Regions from separate parts of the Callithrix jacchus genome. Here region 1 is linked to region 2. Evidence: chromatin contacts called from public Hi-C data. All regions are on one chromosome and are shown on one strand. The core of a region is the stretch at or near the end of the contact, and the rest is flanking DNA. Distances in the headings are between cores, read along the strand shown. Region 1 overlaps LOC103791439 (a long non-coding RNA gene). Region 2 has its middle 7.1 kb from the start of TICAM2.

Evidence for each region. A called contact is a pair of places that touch in the nucleus more often than the background predicts.
Region 1: a Hi-C map of skeletal muscle shows a contact between it and region 2, with 2.2 times the contacts expected there. The contact joins two enhancer-like sites. A contact is called at or near these places in 2 of 3 Hi-C or Micro-C datasets (both in skeletal muscle).

Annotation. Positions count from the first base shown.
Region 1 is chr2:94,399,829-94,405,273 of calJac240_pri, reverse strand. It overlaps LOC103791439 (a long non-coding RNA gene), which reads left to right. Exons shown (of 2, transcript XR_617811.5): 2 at 3,908-5,445. Among named protein-coding and RNA genes, the nearest start is that of FEM1C, 72 kb to the right of the region's middle. Within about 2 kb of position 1,398, at least 3 of the 16 cell types and tissues checked have an H3K27ac peak or open chromatin away from gene starts, as enhancers often do. A contact at or near this core is called in skeletal muscle, where this site is marked.
Region 2 is chr2:94,290,944-94,296,307 of calJac240_pri, reverse strand. It overlaps a transcript of TICAM2 not described here. Among named protein-coding and RNA genes, the nearest start is that of TICAM2, 7.1 kb to the left of the region's middle. Within about 2 kb of position 3,372, at least 1 of the 16 cell types and tissues checked has an H3K27ac peak or open chromatin away from gene starts, as enhancers often do. A contact at or near this core is called in skeletal muscle, where this site is marked.

The DNA of each region.
Region 1 (5,445 bases), core at 149-2,648, 110 kb before region 2:
AAGTGATGCAAATCCCAGGCCAATTAAAAAAATCCAGCTTTGTACTCCCCATTCACCCTCAAGCCCAATCAAACTGAATCAAGATGTGGCAGGTGAGAGCTGTAAAGGAACCGACCCTGGTGCCCAGCTGGTCTCGGTCTATGCACCACATTTTTTCATTCACTCCCCATTCCCATGATTATACTGCAACTGTTGATGCTGCTCCTGCTTTCAAAGCCTCCTGGCACAGGAGACGAGTATTGCACAAGGGAACATTGGATATGTCTGGGCTGCCCGAGGGCCTCACAGGCTGTGAGTGGCTAAGTTTTCAAGACCCAACTCAGCTCCTGCCAGTTTTAAAAATTACACTGCCAGCACAGAGTGGCATCCAGATACCCTGAGGGCGTGTAACACTCCAACTTTTCCCATATGTCTGGAACTATGTGGAGTTTCTCATTTGCTAAATTGGGCCAAGTCAGAATATTTAGACCTGAGTTCTAATTCTAGCTTTGCTTCTAAATAGCTTACTTAACTCTCTAGACCTTAATATTCTCAACTGGAAAATGTAGGAGTTGGCCTAGGAAGCTACTAACATCCCTCCTGCTCTGGCATTCTGTGGGACTGCACTGCTCATGGGAATTACCTTCTGGTTGTTGTACCTCAGAAAATATTCTCTCCAAGCCTCAATTTCCTTGGCAAAAGTCGTACCCATACAATAGGCTCCTCACAAAGAGGTTGTGGACTTCAAGTAGGACTGTGTACATAGAAGCAGACAGCACAGTGAGTGCACACAGTAGGAACTCAATAACTGTTAATTTGTAACATCTCCCAGAGTCTCCATCTGTGAAAGAGAAATAATACTTGCCAATCTAGCTTGTGAAAATGTATATAGAGCAATGAATAGAGATGGAAAGTGCTTGGAATTAAGAAACGCAAATGCAAATGACAGGAGTTATTATTATGCAAAAATGGACTGAAGTCAGAGTTTAAGACGGAGCAGGAACAGATTCGATGTGCCTGATTAATTTATTAAACAGACTAAAATCATAATTAGAGAAGTCTGCTTAAACCCCTAGACTTCTCTCAGATGAGATTTAAAAATGGAAGGCAAAAGAGGAATCTCAGATGTTTCCACGGCTTGCTGGGCCCAGAAACGAGGCCAAGAGGAGAGAGGGAGGCCGAGGGAGGGGCAAGGGTGCTAAAATGACTGTTAGAGAGGGGAGCTGCTGAAGCCAAGGGAGCAGCTGGGAGTAGAGGCGATGACAGCTGAAGCGAAGGGGTTATTTCAGAACTGCTTACTGTGACCTGTTTAGCTTTGGCTCTCATTAAAGTCAGGGGAATGAGCTAGAGGAAACCTTTCTTCCCTTTTTATGAGAAAGGGTGAGGCTTGTTTGCCCAGGAGGGGTATCAACATGTAAGAGAGTGTGCCTGTTTCAGCTTAGAGGTCCTACAGAGAAGGAGCACTCATACCCTTAAGCAATGGGTTCTCTCCTGGAGGCCTGGAAGGAAGCAGGTGCCATGGGCTGATCGAAACTCTTGGGCGGAAATCCAGGCTTGGCTACAGGTTATTTTTGTCTAACATTTTATTATGAAAAATCTCATACAGCACAGTTGAGAGCACTTTTTAGTGAACACTGGCATAGCCCCACCTAAATTCTATTATTATGATTTTACTATATGTGCTTTATTGCATCTGTCCATCCACCTATCCCTCTAACCATCCATTACTTTATCCTAATTTTGGTGCATTTTGAAGTAAATTACAGGCTTCAATATATTCCCATATAAATACTTCATTTGATGTAAAATTTACATGCTATGAAATGCACAAATACGAAGTCTACAGATGCCTCATTTTGACAAACGTATGCACCTGTGTAACCCAAACCCCGTCTATCAAGATACAGAACACCATCACCTCAGGGTTGACTACAGATTTGCTACATGATCTTGGACAAGACCTTGCTTAACTTTGATTTCAGCTGGTCCCAGCTTTTTTGATTTTGGAACACTTTTTCCAAGTACCACGTTTAACAATTTTGTCTTAAACAATTAAGCCTACAGGGAACCTTGACTATCATTTAGTTTAAGCCTTCATATTACCATCAAAGGAATCTGAAGATTGGAGATATTTATCCAAAATCACTAAACTGGTGGCACAGTTACAACAGGAAATTAATATTTATTGAGCAACTTCTCCAAGCCAGGAAATACACTAGGTGCTTTATACGTGAACCCTCACCACAACCTGCCTCACAGGGCTATAATAAAGATGAAAGAAGATTAAATATGCAGAGTGCCTGGCATTGTGCCTGGCACAGAGCAGACACCAAATGTCATCATTGCTTTTCTCTTCAGCCCCACATTTACATTTTAACACATTCATACTGCGGAGATAGTAAATGTATATGCTTTGTCCCATTTAGTTATGACAATAACCCTGTGCATGCTTTAAATGAGAATATAGTGCTTGTTTTGGATCACTGTTAGTGAATGATGATAGCACTAAGACTCAAACTCAGTCTCCTGACCTCAAATAGTTTCAGGCAGTGAGAGGTAGGAGCTGTGTTTATGCTCCTCCCAGGCCATCTGGAGCTAGAGTGGAAGGGCAATTTGGAAAATGCTATGAAGGATATATTTGGTTTAAGTGACAGAAACCCAACTTAAACTGGCTAAATAGAAGAAAGGGGAATTTGTTGATGCTTAGCAGAGAAAGTTTTGGTCGCAATCTAGCTTTAGGCATGGCACTGATTGATTTAGGGCTTTATGTGATGTTACCAAAGATCTGACTTTCTCTCTCTTTCTGCACTCCCAGCCCCTCAAATTTTCTCTTATTTGGCTCCATTCTCAAGCAGCACCGCCCTCATGGAGGCAAGATAGCCATCAGCAGGTCTTGGTTTACTTCTCTCTAGATTAGCAATCTCAAAAGAAAAAGAAAATTTATTTTGCAACATCTGGCAAAACTCCAAGGATTGATTTTACTGAACCAGGTTGTTTTTTGTGTCTACTCTTGAAACAATCACTTTTAAAAAAGGACAGAATCTATTAACTGGCCACCATGGGTTATAAGCTACCACTCTAACCAGAGGTGGGTCCACCAAAGGTCATATCGCTAGTATAAACTCAGGTATGGTTGAAAGGGGCTCATTATGAGTAACAAGATACATGCCTATCACTCAGGGAATTCTAAGGGTTTTGGAAACTGAGGACAAAGACAAAACGTATTTTTTATTATACCACAGTTTGTAAGAGAGGTTTATAGATCATGCCTTAAAATTGGAAGCTCAAATTATAATCCACTGGGGTAAAGTCCAGTTGAAGTTCTTACTGCCTCATATAACCACTAAGAAAATGCCAAGCCATTCCCTTATTCCCTGATTTAATAAAAGATTTGGAGTCAAAGAGTCAATGCATTCATGTGTTGGCCTTCCAAGGAAACTTACCTGAATTGTCTCAGGAATCCTTAGTGTCTAAGCCCAGGGATCCAAAAATACATGAGGTCTACTCGAAACCCTTCCCAGGAAGGTCTCTAACCATCTATCCCCAAGGATGCCAACTGTCATGCCCTGCCCTATTGCAGCACTCTCTTACTTCCCTCAGAGATGTTCAGGCATCAGCGAAATTCTCAATAACAACTCCATTTTAGAGGTGCTTTCCCCACAAAGGAACTACTATGATGGTAGCCATTTTGAATATCAGGCCATGAGGGAGCTACTTCTGCTTACATGGGCCTTGTGGCCATCTTTCCTGGGCCATGTGAGGTAGGATGTGAAAGGGCATGTGCTCATAGCTTCCCTTTTTTTAGCACAGATGACTGAAATAAGAAAAAGTTGAGGCAAAAATTAGAAGAAGTCAGCAAAGTTTCTTTGGGCCAACCATCTCCTGTTTTGGTTCCCTTCTCCCACAGTCTTTCCCTTCCCCTTTACAGGTTCCCAGTGACTTCCTCCTTTCACACTACTTCACTGGAAGCAACACAGGGAAGGGACAGGAAAGGAAGAACAAAAGAGAGGACAGAGACCAGGGATGCTCAGCACACTGTACGCAAGAGAAACACGAAGTTGAGAAGAACCAAGACAAGTGACTTTTGAGTGAATTGACATTGATATTGCTCGAACATGAAAATGGTATTAGAGAAAAATTTCTGGAAAGCAAATTGCAGATTCTGCAAAACTCAGTATGTTAAAAAAATATGCATTTTTGCTGAATAAAATGAATTGATAAGTCATCTTATTCTGTATTCCCAATATAGACTCAAAAATTGGTCACAATATCATTGAGACCACCGAGGTCTGTCCCAGCCACTGTCACCTGGACTCTCCATGCCTATTCTTTCCCCATTCATGGCATTCATTAGAGAGGCTGAAATTTGTATGGGATCTTAGAGGGAAGAATAGTATATAGGGAAAAGCATCATGAGACTGGAACTGAAAATGCAGGCTCTAGTCCCCTCTGACAGTGATTAGAGTGAACTAGGATTAATCAAATCCCCACTGTGTCATAGTCACCTAAGTTAGGATGATAATCCTAAGTTTAGATGATAATCTTTAAGATTACTTCCAGCTTTTATGTTTCAAGAGACAGTGCTACCTGTTTTCATTTCCCCCCTGCTAATTTCTCCTAAAGTGCTCTAAAGTAAACACACTCCTCTTAGCTTAGACACATGAGTGATAGAGAACTCTGTTTCCCAAGGCATTCACTCCTTGTTAGTCGATTTGTGGTTTTAGAGTCACTCTGTATTTTCCTCCCATTGATCTTAGTCTGGACACCAGAATAATCCAGAACAAGAGACCGTGCCTGGCCACATGACAGCTGTTTAAATATTTAAAGACATTATCCTGGCCTCCATTCTCAAATTATTCTCTCCACTTCCTTTCACTCTATGTAAATGATTTCCAGATACCTCAACATCTTTCTTGCCTATGTGGGGCCCCTCCCTAGTTTATCAATGCAATCTTAAAATGTAGTTTCCCAAATTAAATTGTATATCCTTGGGATCTCAGCAGATAGCTCAAGATAGCTCAAAGAGTATCTCTAGTAATCTAAGAAAACGTTTCTCCAAATGTTTTGTTTTTATTAGTAGTGAAACAACAGCATGCATCGGCAGTTAATGTGGTGATGATGGTGGCAGCTGATGTTTAAACCAGCTACATTATACTGTTGCTTCTCAGAAGTGGGGTTTCAGCTGAGCCTGAACTGGATTCAAACATTGAGAGTACAGTATATGAGGGATGGCTATTAATGGTGACCCACAAGCATTGATCATTCCATAAGAAGTGATTTTCACAGAGGAAACAGCCTATGGGAGGGATTTGGTGCCAGTGTACCTGGGGATGGAAATGAGAAGTAGTGAGGACACAAGATGTCATTCAAAATTGTAGCCTTTAAGATAGCTTAGATCTGTGCAGAGTGGAGCTGGGAGTTAAACTAAGGTACACACAAGGCTATGTGGGCCTGGGGACAACAACT
Region 2 (5,364 bases), core at 2,123-4,622:
GGGAGCAAAGGGTAGCCTAGAAGGAGATAACCCAGAGGAGAAACCAGGGGAGGATTTTGAGCAGAGGGATGACATGATCTGACTATTTTTTATAGGATCGCTTTGGTTGCTGCATTAAAAATAGAAGGCAGGAAGGCAAGGGTGGAAGCAGGAACACTAGTTAGGAGCCTGTTGCAGAAACCCAATGGAAAAATGATGATGGCTTGAACTGGGATGGTAGCAGTAAAAGTAGTGAGAAGTGGATAAATTTGGGGCATATTTTGAAAGTAGAACTGAGAAGATTTGCTGATGATGTGACTAGGCATTGAATATAGAGTCTGGAGTGTAGGGGAAAGATCCAGTGGGGAGATGCATATTTGGCCTTTATCTTTGTATAGATCGTATTTGAAAAAGACAATATGAGATCATTAAGGACTATACAGGAATATTAAGGAGGTGAGTATAGATAGAAAAAGAAAGGCCAAGCTCTATGGTATTCCAACATTATGAAGGTAGAGTTATTGTTGTCATTATTATTAACTTTTCCTGCAGTGAATGATTTTTTGATAGTTGATGATCTGTCTTCAGGTTAGATTTATGGCAATTTGTTAGTCACTTTTACTTATTACTGCTAATGACAACACACAATTCATAAACAATTAACAAAAAACATTAATAAAAGTAGAGTGTTGGAAAGAAAAAAAAAAAAGAACAGAAAGAGCCAGCAAAGGAGGCAGAAAGAACTAGTCAGGAAGGTTGATAGAAAACCAGTAGAGAAAACCCTAGCTGCTAAGGAAAGAAAACAATTCAAGAGGAAAAGTGTTTAACAGACTTCAAATGCTTATGACTGCTCAAGTAGGGTGACCAATGAATGTAGCAATACTAAAATCTTAACATATTTAAAATAATTTCACATAGTACTGAACTCTTCAGCCTTGGAGAGCCTTTTTCTTTCATATCTGAACAGCACCATCTTGTGGCAAATATTTGTAAAATCAAAATTCCTGAGTTCAATTAATAAGTTTCGTTGTTAATAAATGTTTCCGTTATTAACAAATGTTTTGCTGGAAACTCACTCTGCAACAAAATATGCTAGGCTTTAGAGATGTGAAGCCAGGACAATTAGACAAGACAATTAGGACTGACTACACAGGTGCTTTATACAGAATATCAGGTGCCATGAAAGCACTCAGGAGGGCCATCTGCAGCAGGAGACACTCCACACTATCAAGACAAAGACAGGTGGGCATTTTCTAGGCAGTGGGCGCGGCATTTGAAAAAATATTGAAGTACCAGAGAGCAAAGTGCTGTATGCTAGGATCATTTTGCACTAGACATTTATGGCTCAAGTCCACAGAGCAGGAGGTAAAAGAGGAAGCAGGTAGTGGTGAAAGCAATGGAAAGGTAAATTAGATTAAATGAGTATAAGGAAGCTAAAGCATTTTGCTCAGGACTTTGGCTTTCAACATGTTGGCAGACAGACAGCCCCTGGTAGGTATTAAATGGGAGTGATCTGATCTGACTTCATGCATGTTAAAATAGTCTAAAATTGTTGGTGATGAATATTACAGATGATATGGTGACCTAAGGGACTTTGGGTTGTACCTTTTAGAGAGAAGGTGAGTGCACTTTTGTTAATGTGAAAAAGATGTGTATTCTATTGGAAGACAGCATACCATTATAGCTATTGCTGTTGTCTGGAAGTTTAGATTTGTAAAGAAACTAGGCTACAGAACTGGAAGATCCTAGACTGGGAAAACAGTTAGTTAAGAGGCTGCTACAGGGGCCGGGCGCGGTGGCTCACGCCTGTAATCCCAGCACTTTGGGAGGCCGAGGCGGGTGGATCACGAGGTCAAGAGATCGAGACCATCCTGGTCAACATGGTGAAACCCCGTCTCTACTAAAAATACAAAAAATTAGCTGGGCATGGTGAACCCAGGAGGCGGAGCTTGCGGTGAGCCGAGATCGCGCCATTGCGCTCCAGCCTGGGTAACAAGAGTGAAACTCTGCCTCAAAAAAAAAAAAAAAAAAAAAAAAAGAGGCTGCTACAATAGTCTAGGTGAGAAAGCAGAGCCCCAAAATGAGGAAGTGGTAGTGATGACAAAGACACATAGTAGGTAATGGGGGTGGCAGAGAGAGAAGAGTCAGGGATGCCTCCCAAGCTTGTGCCTTATGTAACTTGGTGGGTGGTGGTGCCATTCACTGAGAAAAGTAATATAATCAGGATGAGGTGGGGTGGGGGTGACCAAGTAATCCAGTCTGGGACCTATGGAGCTTGGGTGCCCATGGCCTCCAACAGTTGTCTAGTTGGCACTTGAACATGTAGATCTGGGGCATAAAAGAGCATCTCGGATTGGGGATACAAGTTAGGTTCTTGCTTAAATCATGTGAGTAACTGAGAATAGGTAGCGAAAACAGAGGAAAGAGAGCTAAAGACAGAACCAGTGACTGAAGTGCATATGCAGGGTGAGGGACCCATAATGGAGCAGAAGGAGTGAGCTGGAAGCAGCAAGAAAATCAGACACAGAATGGGGTCTGAAAGCCAAGGGAGGACAGTGCTTTGGCAGTGGTCAGCACCCATGGCTGCCAAGAAGTCAGCACCCACTGCATTTAACATCTTGACATTCAGAGGAAAAGCTTGGCTGAGAGGGAAAGGAGAGACCAATAGTCACAACTAAATGCAGGGTCAGGAGAGGCTTTCATTAAGAGAAGAGATACTTGGAATGCTTATGAACTGAAGGGAATTTGTTAGTAAAAAGAAAGAGGGTGAAATATATGTGTGGAAGCTTCTTAGAATTAAGTTCTTATCCTCTTGGGCACTGCTCTGTCTCTCTACCACTGCTTCTTTTGTGAATAGGAACAGGCCACTTAACTCCTGAGTGTGCTGGGTAGCAGGATAATGTCTGTGATGAACATTACAGATGATACAGTGACCTAATGGACTTCAGGCTGTACCTTTTAGAGAGAAGGTGAGTGTACTTCTGTTTGTACGAAGGAGAGCTGCATTATATTGGGAGATAGCATGCCATCATAGCTATCATAGCTATGCCATCATAGCTATTGCTGTTGTCTAGAGGTTTAGGTTTGAAAAGAAGGGTGTCGATGATGTTAATTAGCCAAAAGAGTGTTCTGAAGATTTGTTCATCTAAAACTTATTTCAGTCTCTTTCTACTGTATCTTCCTGTTCTTCCTATACTACAAGTACTAAACACTTTTATCTCCCAGACCCTCAATGCTAGGTTTCCTAAATGTAATCTAAGTTAACCAATCAGATGTATTTACATGTCTGAGTTTAATATGCAAGGAGGTTGAACATGAGGCAATTCCTTTGCTGGCTAAAATTCTGGTAGAGTTGGTGTAATTAAGGAGCTGGCTGCTTCCTGATTTGGCAGGAGGCTTCTGAGTGTGCCAAAAGCCCCAGGCCAGTAGACAAGTCTGTTATGTGGCTTTGAGAGGTGTGTCTAGAAACCCAACCTAGAGTGCAGCTCTTCAGCTTTCCAATGATACTGTACATCTCGTAATACCTCTTAATACTTACCTTTTGGCTTAACAAAGTTCTGTTCACAACTAAACTGTGATCGATATAATATCTAAAACACACTCTACTATCTGTTTCTGTAAATAATTTTTTATTGGAAGGCAGATATGTCCCTTCACTGACATTTTTGTCTCTGGCTTATTTCATACTACAAAGGCAGAATTGAGTAGTTGCAACAGAAACCACATAGCCCATAAAGCCTACAATATTTACTCACTGGCTCTTTACAGAAAAAGATTGCTGATCCCTCAACTACAGCATAGGAGTGCCAAGCTCTGCCAAGCTGTCAGGACACAGCAGAACAGATCTATGGCAGCCAGATAAGAAACATGTAGACTATTCTTAGACTTCTTAGACACTGGGAATATTTAAAAATCCCAAGAAAAGTAATAAGTATTTTCAGGAGTAAGATGAGTAGAATTTAAGTCCAACTTGATCTTAGATTGAAATAACATTCTTCAGAATCAGCTATCATTTGTTTTCTTTCTTTAGGGGATTGCAGAGAATCAATAAGGATGGCAAAGGCCCAATCTAAATAAAAGGATTATCAAATATTACCTATTGGCACTTATTTACAGTTAGAGTAAGCCAGTACCTATACTTTTCATTCTAGCTATTAGATCTTGCATTAGAAAGGTTAGAGTTATGGGATCTATCAAAGCCTAGCACTCTGTATTTTTCCTTCATGGCACTAATCAAAACTACAATTAATTAATTATGTGTATGGTTATCTGCTTAGTTTCTCATCTTTCCCTTCAGACTGTAAACTTGATCAGAACAAGGATCAAATTGTCTTATTCATCACTGTCTCCCCCAGAGCCTAGCATATTCAAGAAATACCTTTGAATGAATAAATTAGACAGCTCCAAATATATGACTGACAGAATTCTATAGCTTTAGAAAGATAGCCAAACAGATAGCTTTTGATCATCCCTATTACATAAATCATTGACTCAATCAGAATAGAAAGTAATCAATCCAAATATATTTTGTTGGATTTTTAAAATGAGCAATTATGTGCATTTTAAGAAATTATCTGAATATAAGGCCTGGCACAGTTGTTCATGCCTGTAATCCCAGTACTTTGAGAGGCTGAGCTGGGAGGATCACTTATGGCCAGGAGTTTGAGACCAGCCTGGGCAACACAGCAAGACCCGATGACTACAAAGAACATTTAATAAATAAATTTAAAAAGCATGAGGATCACTTGCACACAGGATTTTGGGGTTTCAGTGAGCAATGACTGCACCACTGCACTCCAGTCTAGGCAAGAGAGCAAGGCACTATTTCAAAAAAGAAAAAATTACATGAATATAAACATGACATATGTGTTACATGTAATATGAAAAGCAGAAAGGATTACAAAGTAGACAAAGGACCATTTTCTAACTATCAATAAATGAAACATGAAACTTTCCATAGTGCTTCCCATACCTGGATTCAGAAATTTCTGTACAAGTTGGTTGTCTTGTTGATAGAAAGCAATATTAATGTACATTTTCTATATTGCTTTGGTTTTTCTTTTCTTTTTTTAACAAGGAAAATCCTTTCAGGGGATACATTGTATTAAAAACTCAAGTTTACTTTCTTTATTACCCATCCATATCTTATCTATTAGCATACAGATGTATACAGAGGTCTGAGCTGCTGACAATCAGTTTTCTTTAAGATGTATCAGGTTCTTCTGTTTCTACTTTTGCTCTCCTGCTTTTACTCACACGTTGTACTTATTTAATATCCTTCCCTTTAGAACCATCATCTTACCTTTCTTTCTCCTCCAAAGATACAGGCTACAATGGAAAGAGGAAGTAACTCCTATGAAAAGTTCTTTAATTCTCTATTATGGC